3 separate regions of the Zea mays genome follow, and regions 1 and 3 are each linked to region 2. A link is a contact called in public Hi-C data. All regions are on one chromosome and are shown on one strand. The core of a region is the stretch at or near the end of the contact, and the rest is flanking DNA. Distances in the headings are between cores, read along the strand shown. Region 1 holds the start of LOC103633075 (heat stress transcription factor B-2c). Region 2 holds the start of LOC100283957 (mediator complex subunit 10 CG5057-PA). Region 3 overlaps LOC100281717.

What was found. Hi-C and Micro-C count contacts between places; a contact is called where the count stands out from the background.
Region 1: a Hi-C map of endosperm shows a contact between it and region 2, with 2.7 times the contacts expected there. The contact joins the promoter of LOC103633075 here to the promoter of LOC100283957 in region 2. A contact is called at or near these places in 2 of 25 Hi-C or Micro-C datasets (endosperm and leaf).
Region 3: a contact with region 2 is called in a Hi-C map of ear, with 4 times the contacts expected there. The contact joins the enhancer-like site here to the promoter of LOC100283957 in region 2. A contact is called at or near these places in 7 of 25 Hi-C or Micro-C datasets (bundle sheath, ear, leaf and 2 more) and 1 of 3 datasets of contacts at active chromatin or transcription factors (leaf).

The regions. Positions count from the first base shown.
Region 1 is chr7:148,371,655-148,374,945 of Zm-B73-REFERENCE-NAM-5.0, reverse strand. It overlaps LOC103633075 (heat stress transcription factor B-2c), which reads right to left and starts at 1,435. Exons shown (of 2, transcript XM_008654755.4): 1 at 893-1,435; 2 at 1-759. The coding sequence starts at 1,201.
Region 2 is chr7:148,529,931-148,533,357 of Zm-B73-REFERENCE-NAM-5.0, reverse strand. LOC100283957 (mediator complex subunit 10 CG5057-PA) reads right to left here and starts at 1,541. Exons shown (of 5, transcript NM_001156855.1): 1 at 1,294-1,541; 2 at 1,113-1,193; 3 at 912-1,014. The coding sequence starts at 1,511.
Region 3 is chr7:148,343,650-148,347,056 of Zm-B73-REFERENCE-NAM-5.0, reverse strand. LOC100281717 reads right to left here. Exons shown (of 9, transcript NM_001154637.1): 8 at 2,646-2,919; 9 at 1,945-2,350. The coding sequence ends at 2,105. Among protein-coding and RNA genes, the nearest start is that of LOC103633071, 3.5 kb to the left of the region's middle. Within about 2 kb of position 1,581, at least 9 of the 20 cell types and tissues checked have an H3K27ac peak or open chromatin away from gene starts, as enhancers often do. A contact at or near this core is called in ear and seedling, where this site is marked.

The sequences.
Region 1 (3,291 bases), core at 186-2,685, 160 kb after region 2:
CGACTCCGGCGACGGCTCCATGCGATGCTGCGGATCCGACGCCTCCGTCTTCACATCCGCTGCGGCGCCGTGGTCCGCCTGTTCCTCGCCGGTGTCGTCGTCGTCGCGCATCCGCTTCATGCCGATAGAGACGCCGAACAGCCTCGAGGCCTGGTCAGGATCCGCTTCGGCGACGAGGCCCGCGGCCGCGGTGGCAAGACCCGGGCACGCGGGCATTAGTTCGAGGATCGCCGGGGGGAGGGGCGGAGGCGCGGGTACGGCCTCCGATGACTCGCCGGAGCAGTTGACGACAGAGGAGAGCGCTGCAGAGGCGTCTAGCTGCTGGGAGGAGGCGTACTTGGTCATGAGGAGCAAGATGTTGTTGCAGAGCTTCTTCATCTGCCCGAGCTCGCGGGTCAGCCGCGCGTTCTCCCGCCGGAGGCGCTCGTTTTCCTCCCCCGTGTCGCCGGACGCCGACGCGCTGACGGAGCCGGAAGCGGCAGCCTGCGGGTGGTCCTCGGCGGATCCGGAGTTAGAGGAGAGGACATGCTCGTCGGTAGAGAGCGACGGTGAGGCCGGCCGCACCGGCAGAGCCATGGGGATCGGCGCCGCGGCCACCGTTACGGCCCCGGACGCGGCAGCGGCGGCCGCAGTGGCCAGCCCCGCCGCCGGAGCCGGTGCTACCTTCCGTCGGTGTATGTCGCAAAGCAGGCGCTTCTCCCCACGGCGGAAGAAGTCGTTGGCGAACTCCCACCGGTCGGGCACCATCTTCCTAAATCCCTACGTCACAACCAAGCCAAAGACATCGGTACATCACTCAGACATGGAGCTCCATGCCGAGCCAAACTAAGCCCAACCCACATGGGCACACCGGACGGAGGAATATAAGCCTAGCGAGCATCAGGTAACGTACGTAGGTGTTGAGCTGCCGCACAAAGCTGGAGAAGTTATTGTGCTTGAAATACTTGGGGAGGAGGTCGCGCGCAAACTCCGCCGGCCGCCACACCACGAACGTCGAGCCGTCCTCGTTCCACGAGATCACGTCGTCCACCGCCGGGTCGTCCACCAGCTGGTACGTCTTGGTCAGGAACGGCGTCGGCAGGGACCTCTGCCCGGCCGCGTCCGCAGCAAGCGCTGGGGCTGGCGCCGGGGCAGTCGCAGGCGCAGGCGCAGGGGGGTCGCTGCCAGCGGCCTCCCCGGCTGCGCCGCCCTGCTCGGCCATCCGGCCAGCGCCGCAGCCCGGCTGGATCTGAGCCGGCGACTTCCAGATGCGGGAAAGAGCGAGTCGCGTTGGGTGGAAGTGGAAGGTACGCAAGAAGAAGCCTTCTGGAAGCTTCGTTTGCGGATTAGGAAATTTTATACTCCCAACGGGAGGAGGACGGGAAACGAGAGGAGACTAGGAGAGAAACGGTGAGAAAGGTAGCACGAGGAAAAAACCCGACCCACTTTGTGAACCGGACTGCGACAAAAACCACTCACTAAAGCTTGCCAGCTGGTGGGCCCAGCGCTAGATGTCAGATATGGCTCCGGTGTGGCACGGCCGGCCGGGATGGGTGATAGCGCAGGATTGTGGTTCTACGCGGAGCAACGGGTATAGATGTTCAAACAGTGCGGGCCGCACGTTTGGCCCGTGGCACAGCACGAATTTAGCCCGATCCAAACACGGCCCGGCACGGTCGGTTACGGGCCAGGGTATGGGCACATACGGCGGCTCGCGTGTTTTGGCCCGGCCCGGCCCGATAAATGGGTCGGCACGACGACGGCCCGCATATTTATGTAAATACTAAATATGTAAATACATTTAATTCTCTCATAGTATGTAAATACTAAATACGCGTCCAAACATATATAAAATGCATACATAAATATAAAATGCATACATAAATATTTTGTTGTCTTAATATATATAAATAATATGTTATTATATATGATTAATTCTGTTAAATATATGTATTTATATACCGTTCTACTGTTGGTTCGGGCCAGTGTCCGGTCCGGTCCGTTGAGGCCCACCGGGCCAACGGGCCGGCCCGGCACGATTTTTCCCTGTGTGTGTCGGGTTTGGGCATGTCCCTAGGCACGTGGGCCAGCCCGACCCGGCCCGAAGCATCAACGGGCCGTGTCTGGCCCGGCCCTATTCGTACCGGGCCAAAACGGGTTCGGGCGGGGTCCGTGCCGGGTGGCCCGTTTGGATATCTATAGCAACGGGTAGGGTGTGTAGCAGGGTTGCGGGCGGAGAAAGTGCTCGAAGGCCGGAAGGTTCCTGCCCTTTTCATGCCCATTCCTTCTGGAAGGTTCAGGTAGGCGCGGTGGTGGGGTGGATGGGACACGTTTCGACCTTCGAACCACGGATGCTGGGTGGAAAGATTTCCAGCTTGTTCGCTGCGGCTTGCTGCGGCTGCAATCCGGCTGCGGCTGCGGCTTCTACAGTATTTTTCTCTCTATGGATTGCAGCTGCAGCAGTCCAAGCAGCTGCAGCAGTGTCGGCTTGTAGCCAGCCGAACACGCCCTTCTTCTTCCTCCTCTATCTTTTCTTTTTATTTTTTTCATAGCCTCGAGCCCTCAACACTCACGCTAGTTTGATAACTTCATTTTAAAAGAAAATTAAACTAATTTTTAAAGAAAAAATAAAAATCCTTTGTTAAAATAGGGTTGTCAAACTAGCACTCTTGGCGTATTTTAGGGCTAGTTTATTAACTCTATTTTTCCACGTGATTTCTATTTTCTAAAGAAAAATAAACTAATTTCGATTGGGAAATGAAAATCCCTTGATAAAATGGAGTTTCCAAACTAGCTCTAGGGGTAAAAAAATACTTTAAGGGATAGTTTAAAAACTCCATTTTCACAATAGATTCCTATTTTCCTAAAAAAATGAACTAATTTCTCTTGAAAAGATAGAAATCCCTTTGAATACACATTTGAAACCATGAAAAACGGCAACTTAAACATACGATAGTTGGTGTTTCATATACCTTGGTAAACGAAAAGGAGTTCTTTTAGTATAGTAACAGGAATGCAAACTTAATGAAAAATGTTCATTCATTAATTGTGTATTTCCTTGAAGATACATGACACACCAGTTCTATTTAGATTTAAACTAGTTGTATTATATTCTTAGTGGAGTTTTTTTAATAGGTGAGATAAAAGATGAGTTTCATATATAAATGGTATTCGATTGCTATGGTTTCTAACACTAGATGAGGCATTGAATTAAATGTCATGGACAAGCTATGAAACAATATAAAGAAAATTATGTACTGAGGGTGATTTTTTTCATTCATTTTTCATGTACCGGTGCACAATACGTGTGAC
Region 2 (3,427 bases), core at 292-2,791:
TTGTCTCCACTAGTGTGGTCTACGAACCGTAGTGTTGTACGGTGAAGCCCCATAGTTGAGTCGAGTTGTGCGATTTTTGGGCCTAGTTTTTTCCTTAAAAACTGGGTCAATTCCCTTCTTCTATTAATATATACGGCAAAGCAAAGCTTTTGCCATCGTTTCGAAAAAAAGACAATAACGTGGTATTTGAGTACACCATAGTATTTTAGACCAAAAGGCATTTAGGAGCACATCTAAAAACTCTGTATTTTAAACAATGGTTTTACCAATACCATGGTATTTTGGGGTAAAAAAACTTCGGTCTAAACCAAGGTTTTTTGTTTGCACGCAGCTGCAGTCTTCTGTTCTCCTACACTACAACTGAAATATTGTGTCTCCAAACAGATGTTGGATTAGAATGATGTAAAATATACCATAGGTATGTCATGGCATACAATAACTATGGTATTATAAATTGTGGTTTTGAGAAATAGAGTTCCAAAACAGGCCCTTAGACCGTGTCCAGCAGTTCACCTATATGGTCACCCAAAACAATGTTTTACACTGTAGAATGCACTGTTTGCATTTTGCAGACTAAAGTTTAAATATGGGGATGAGGACAGATAAGCCGCTGGAGATAGTCTTAGGCAATTGTAGTGATGCATATTACTCATTACAAGAAACATGGGTTTTGAATAGCACAGAACGATCTCATCTTTCAAAGAATTGTAACTTGTAACAAAAGAAAAACACTGCACAGAATTATCATTAATTGAAAGTCAGACAGCAGAACAGCTCTGTGGCTCCACAACTAACTCTTGGTACAAAACTGTCTACATCGTATGAAAATGTGTATCCTAAGTACCCAGCAGCTCCATGTCAACCAATCGCTGCAATGATTGAGAGAATCCAATGCATCCATAGTTCCATACCTTGAAAGCGTCAGTCTTGCCCTTGGTGATCTGGTTCTTGGCAATGCAGCTGTTGAGCACATCCCTAGTAAACTCGTCGGGGTTCTTCCCATCGTCGATCAAACTAACAACACATGAACCATTTATAACCGTACCATAGCACGGGTCAAGAGCAAAAGTTGGGCAGGATGATGAGTGAAGATATCAGATCAAGGAGCTCACTTGACGACCTCCATTGGCACCTGGATGTTACAACCCTCGGCTAGTTTCTGCATCGTGTCGAGCTCCGCCACGAGCGCGTTCCTGAGCCACGACGCACACAACAGTGAACAGCAACGCAAACCCTAAGAGTTACAGCCCGAGGACAGGGCGGAACCGAATTGAGTGATCTCGGGCAACTCACAGGCGCTGGAGGAGGGGAAGCTGGGAGGCAGAGTTGAAGGAGGAGACGGTGAGGTTGAGCTGGTGGAGCAGGCCCAGCGTCTTCTGGATCGAGCTCGTCACCTGCGCCAGGTTCTGCTTCGACGCGTCCTCCGGGCGCTCCCCTCCGGCCCCCGATGCTTGGACGCCATTCCCTGCGGCGGCGGCCGCAGCGGAAGGATTCGCGGCGACGTTCTCCATGGTGCTGCCGGAGGTCAGAAGAGGAAAATGAAGGAAAGGAGTCGGACAGAGAGGAAGCGAGCCACACCCACCGGACCGGGTCACTGTCGAAGGTTTTCTCGAGGTATGAAAACCAACAGGACGGAAAAACTATCTTTCATTTCCGTATCCACGTTTTATCATCGGAAAATATTAGAAACAGAGTCGAGATCGAAATAGTCAAAAACTGAGACGGGATAAACGAAATTGTGAAAGCGAACAAAAACCGAAATATTAAGGGCATAATTTAATACAAATAAAAATGATATTGATATTTGACTAGTGATTGATTGGCAGGACAATAACATAAAACAAATAGATATAGAGAGGCAACATTCTACTGATGTTTGATTGCTAATAGTGTACATTTAGCTATATTTGATGTCGTTTAAGACTTTAGACCACTTGTCATAAAAGAACCGATGCTTACAATGACCATTTTTGCTATAATTTGTCACCTAAAGACACGAGGCTTTAGTTTATATACTAATGCATATTAGGCTGGTCCTATATTTATCAAATACGGAATAAATATGGGTTCAATCCGGATAAAAACGAGATCTCATAAAAACGGACGGAATAAACTCTCTCATGTTTCCATTCCGTTTCCATACTTTTCCCTAACATAATAATATGTCAATGCATCCTTGATGCTATTTTGGTTTTCATATTTCTCTACGCAGATTTAGACATTTAACCAACTATTCTAAGAAGAAAAAACAATCAAGAAGTTAATATAAAAATAGAGAAAAAACAACAACATTTGATAGTTATACAGTAGTAGTGGTTGTGACATGCCTTCCTAATGAATATGTCGTCACATAGAAATCCTCTTCTATGAGTCATTCATATATTTAGACGTGGATATTGAAAATATAATGTATATAAGAACAATATAAAAGATTTATCTTGCTTAATCAAGAAAGTGAAGCAGTAGCCATTACAAAAAAGAAATAGATTATATCAAATTTCAAATGATTATTATTGTATTTTTGCGAGTTCGACGTCATAACCTGTAGCGCCGAGCTAGGTGCCCCATACCTCCACACCATAAGTCTCGGCACCGAGCCGTGTTACTTCGGTGTTGTGACCTTTGGCGTCGAGGAAAAGGTCCAAAACAAGAATAAATCTTCCAAGAGATCAAAAGTATTTTTTACCAAAAAGTTAAATTGCAAAAAAATGGTCTGCAGGCCTGGCCGATCAAAGTTCTCTCAATTGCTTTTGAGACATTTTTTTATATAATCGTAAAGCTTTTAATACAAATATTAGTACATAAAATATTTTTTTAATAATAATTTAATAGGAATAAAATTATCTTTTCATATGAAAGTTAACACCGTTAAAAAATAGCGTTAGTATCATATGTGAAATCAAATTTATATAAAGTAGATTTATATTTGAGACTTTTTTTAACTAGTGCAGGTTACCGATCATATAAAATTACCCATACACGCACGTATACGAATACGATTGTACATCTGATAGGTATATTTTTAATAGGTATGGGTATTGAATGATACTAGATGTTAGATCATCCCTACATCTCGCACATTAGGTTGTCTCCGGTAGAGTATGTATGTAGACATGTAAAACACTGTTTTGCATCGTATACTGTAATATTTATAAAGTGGAGTTTGAAACAGAGGATGGAATAGAGAAGCCGCTAGAGGTAGCTTTAGTGTGACAAAATAGCCCTACCATACAGCGTACCAGGTCGGGTCAAAGGTCTATGCCATCTTAGAGCAACTCCAACAACTCCCACTATCCAAGTCCCAAAGCATATTAGAGCAACTCCAGTAGTTCACTAAACAACTCTCTAAATCTTAAATTTATTAATTAAACAGAAAAATGATTCTCCAATAGTTCTCTAAATAGACTTGCTAAATTTAGTTACTTGG
Region 3 (3,407 bases), core at 332-2,831, 190 kb after region 2:
CTGGTGAGGAGCTCTGGTTTGTTGCTCCCAAGGCTCTGCTTCTTTGCTTTGCTGCCAGGGATATCTTGGAGGGAGAAGAGCTCACCTTCAATTACGGTGATGCTAGGGTTAGGCCCAAGGGTTTGCCATGCTTTTGTGGAAGCTCGGGTTGTTCTGGTGTGCTTCCTTCAGAAGAAACTTAAGAACTGATGCCATCACCTGGGATGTCTTACATATGAGTTTGATTCTATTTCTGACTTCGCAATAACATTGGCTTCATGAGGAATTGCTTGGCCCACTCTTTTAGCCATACTGTAATGTGTGCAACAAAAAAACAAGCTGTCAGTTTTTTGTGAAGAACTGGTCATGTTTGTAATGTGATCTGTTTTGGCTGGACATGTGTTTCCTGCTTATAGTGGATTGGCAGATTCTTTGACTGTCAATTTTCTAGCATATGAGGCTCAACACGACAGCCAACCTAGCATGGCAACACAACTTATGATAATTGTTTCTTTTCCAGGATCTCTCAGTTTTTGTTTGTTTTGGGCTTATACTCTTGTCAATTTGGTTGCTGCCGCACTGTGTGTGGCCGCTGACCGCATGCGCTAGGCTTAACTATGTAATAGAAACCGTGGCAACGCACGGGCACCTACCTAGTATACTATAAAAGAGTGAAGGAATTGTAAAATACCTTTCACCATAGAATTCTATCCACTTTATGTCTCATCCCTTAGATGGGCTTTAAAAATAAATCTAAGGGCTAGTTTGAGAACCCAATTTTCTAAGGGTTTGTTATTTTCCATGAAAAAATAAAGTAATTTCCTTAGGCTAGTTTGGGAACATCGTTTTCCCAAGGTATTCTAATTTTTTCAAAGGAAAAATAAACTAATTTCCCTTGGAAAAATTGGAATCTCTTGAGAAAACGGTGTTCCCAAACTAGCCCTTAGAAAAATGAAAATCTCTTTAAAAATTGGGGTTCCCAAACTAGCCCTAACACAAAAAAAAGACCTGGAACAAAAAATCTAACCACTTTTTATCTATACAGGATGACAACATGATAATTCTAGAACAATAGATTTCCGATGGTTTTGTATTGTGCTGGCATTTTGTACTTTTAGAACAAAAGAAGTCTCCACAATTGTGTGTTGTTCATGATTTTTTTATTGGAAAAATAGTTGATGTCTTTTCTGACTATCATAAAGAGGCTGAAGATCATTTATCCAATGAAGATAATTTATTCAAAGCAGTATGTAGCAGGGACTAAACAACTTTAATTGCCACCATAAAAATCCACTTAATTGATGGAGATCTGACAAACCTATGAAAATTTACTATAAACGTTTCGTTTTTTTTTCACCAGCTTGACAATTTGAATGTATCTAACATTTTTGCAATGACCATCAGGTGTTCGGATGATGACGAAGCCATTGATCTGTCTGCTCAACACAACCACCTCCGAGCCGTCCTCACTCAAGTCCTATTCCTCTCACCTTTCCTGACAAGCATGCAGGCTCGAACCATGGCACATATTGTGAGGCCGTCCAGCCTCCTCAGCAAGCCGACTCACACGGTGCACTACTACTGGCGCAAGGTCGATGACGCGCTGATGCGGCCTATGTTTGGCGGTCACGTGTTCGTGCCCTTCTCTCCTGGATCACCCACCGAGCAGAGCGTCCACGTCGGACGGTGAACGCAGCTGACAAGGGAACAAAGCGTCTGACGCCAAGAAACGACCAAGACATGGTTTTGCTGAATGGGGATTTGGCTGCTAATGGTCAGATGATGGCGTTTTTGTTTGTTGATAGCTTCTGATGGTGGGTTTGCAATGGTGAGGTGTCAGTTGGTTTGGATCAGCAGGAATGCAGGATGAAGAAAACACACACACATATTCGACCATTTATATTGTAAAAGGAGCATCAGCAATGAGACAATGGAAGTAGAAATGAAGTAGCAAAAGGAGCATCAGCAATGCAACATCACCATCACAATCATTTGCGCACGTCCTGTAATTTTGCAAATTCAACATATGAGATGTTACTGGTACAGTAACATTCCGGTAAGCCAATATCTACAGATTTCAAAACGTACGGGAAAACGAAGCATGCCTCGCTTCCTCAGATGTAAACTACACTTCTTGACTAGTCTTGGCTGCTTGTGTCTGAAAAGATGGCAACCATATCTCAACACGACTCCCTCCGGTGCCTATAACCGCATCAGTCCTTCGAGGTGATATCACACGCAGGACGCATCCATATTCCTCAAGTAGCTCACGTGCGACCGTTAATCCCGCGATGAAGTTCCACGTCATGTTATCTTCGAGCATACCATCTGCAAGGTCTGATCCAAATGGGGCCAGGGAGCGCATCTGAGTCTGCAAGGGACAAATAAAGGAGATTTGGAAAATTTAATCAGTTGTTAGCAATGAACAGACACTGTGAATACATGAGGGTCATTAAATAGCTTGAAACTAAGACATCCAAATTTCCACTTCCACTTGTTCTTCACAAGAATTTACTAAATAGCCCCAGTAAACAGGATTTTCTATTTCCACTTTCATCCCTGATCAATATGTCAATCAAGAATGTGCATTTATTCTTCACAAGTTTTAGGTTTACTATGGAAAGAACGAGTGTACTGTATTACCACTAAAATGTGTATTCTCTTACCATGTATTGCATATCAGGCCCATCATCATCGATGACCACGAGAGCGCCTCCTGCAGGTGCTTCGACTGCACATATTTGAACTACTCCACCATGCTGTGTACGTAGGAGCGCTCCCTCAATCAGATTACTCAAGGCTTTTCTTAAAGCAGATTCCTCAACAGCAACATGAAGTGGATGTGAAATTTCTGTTAAATCTAATGTGCGCTGCTGCTTATAAGCAAGTGGTAATGCTCCTGCAACTAAATCCTTCAGCACATCACAGAGATCACATGGTCTGCCTACAACAACAAAAACAAAGGCTTTTAGTCTCGAGCAAATTGGGGTAGGCATCTCAGTTTATACAAAAATAACAATTAACTGACAAACTATACAAAAGTGAACCCAGGATTAGCATCTCAGTTGATACGTCAACGAAAAGAATTTAGATGCAAACAGAGAAGAAATGTAACAAGATAAGCTTCGCCTTGGCCCAAATAAAAGCGTTCATAAAGCAGCCATGCAGAGCTGAAAATGTAATACCACGAAAAATGGCCATGATCCATGCAGGGAGAAGACTTTTTTTTTCTCGAATACGCAGGAGAGCTACGTATCATTATATTAAGTAGAATAAAGATGGGGTGAGGTGTTAAAGAACCTCATACAACTCTACACACCACCCAACAAAAGAAAATGAGCAGGAGCACCAGTACACTAAGCATACTAGAGACCAAATCCTCAATTAGTATGCCGAAGTAAAAGGATATCAGATAATCCGCGAGCCCC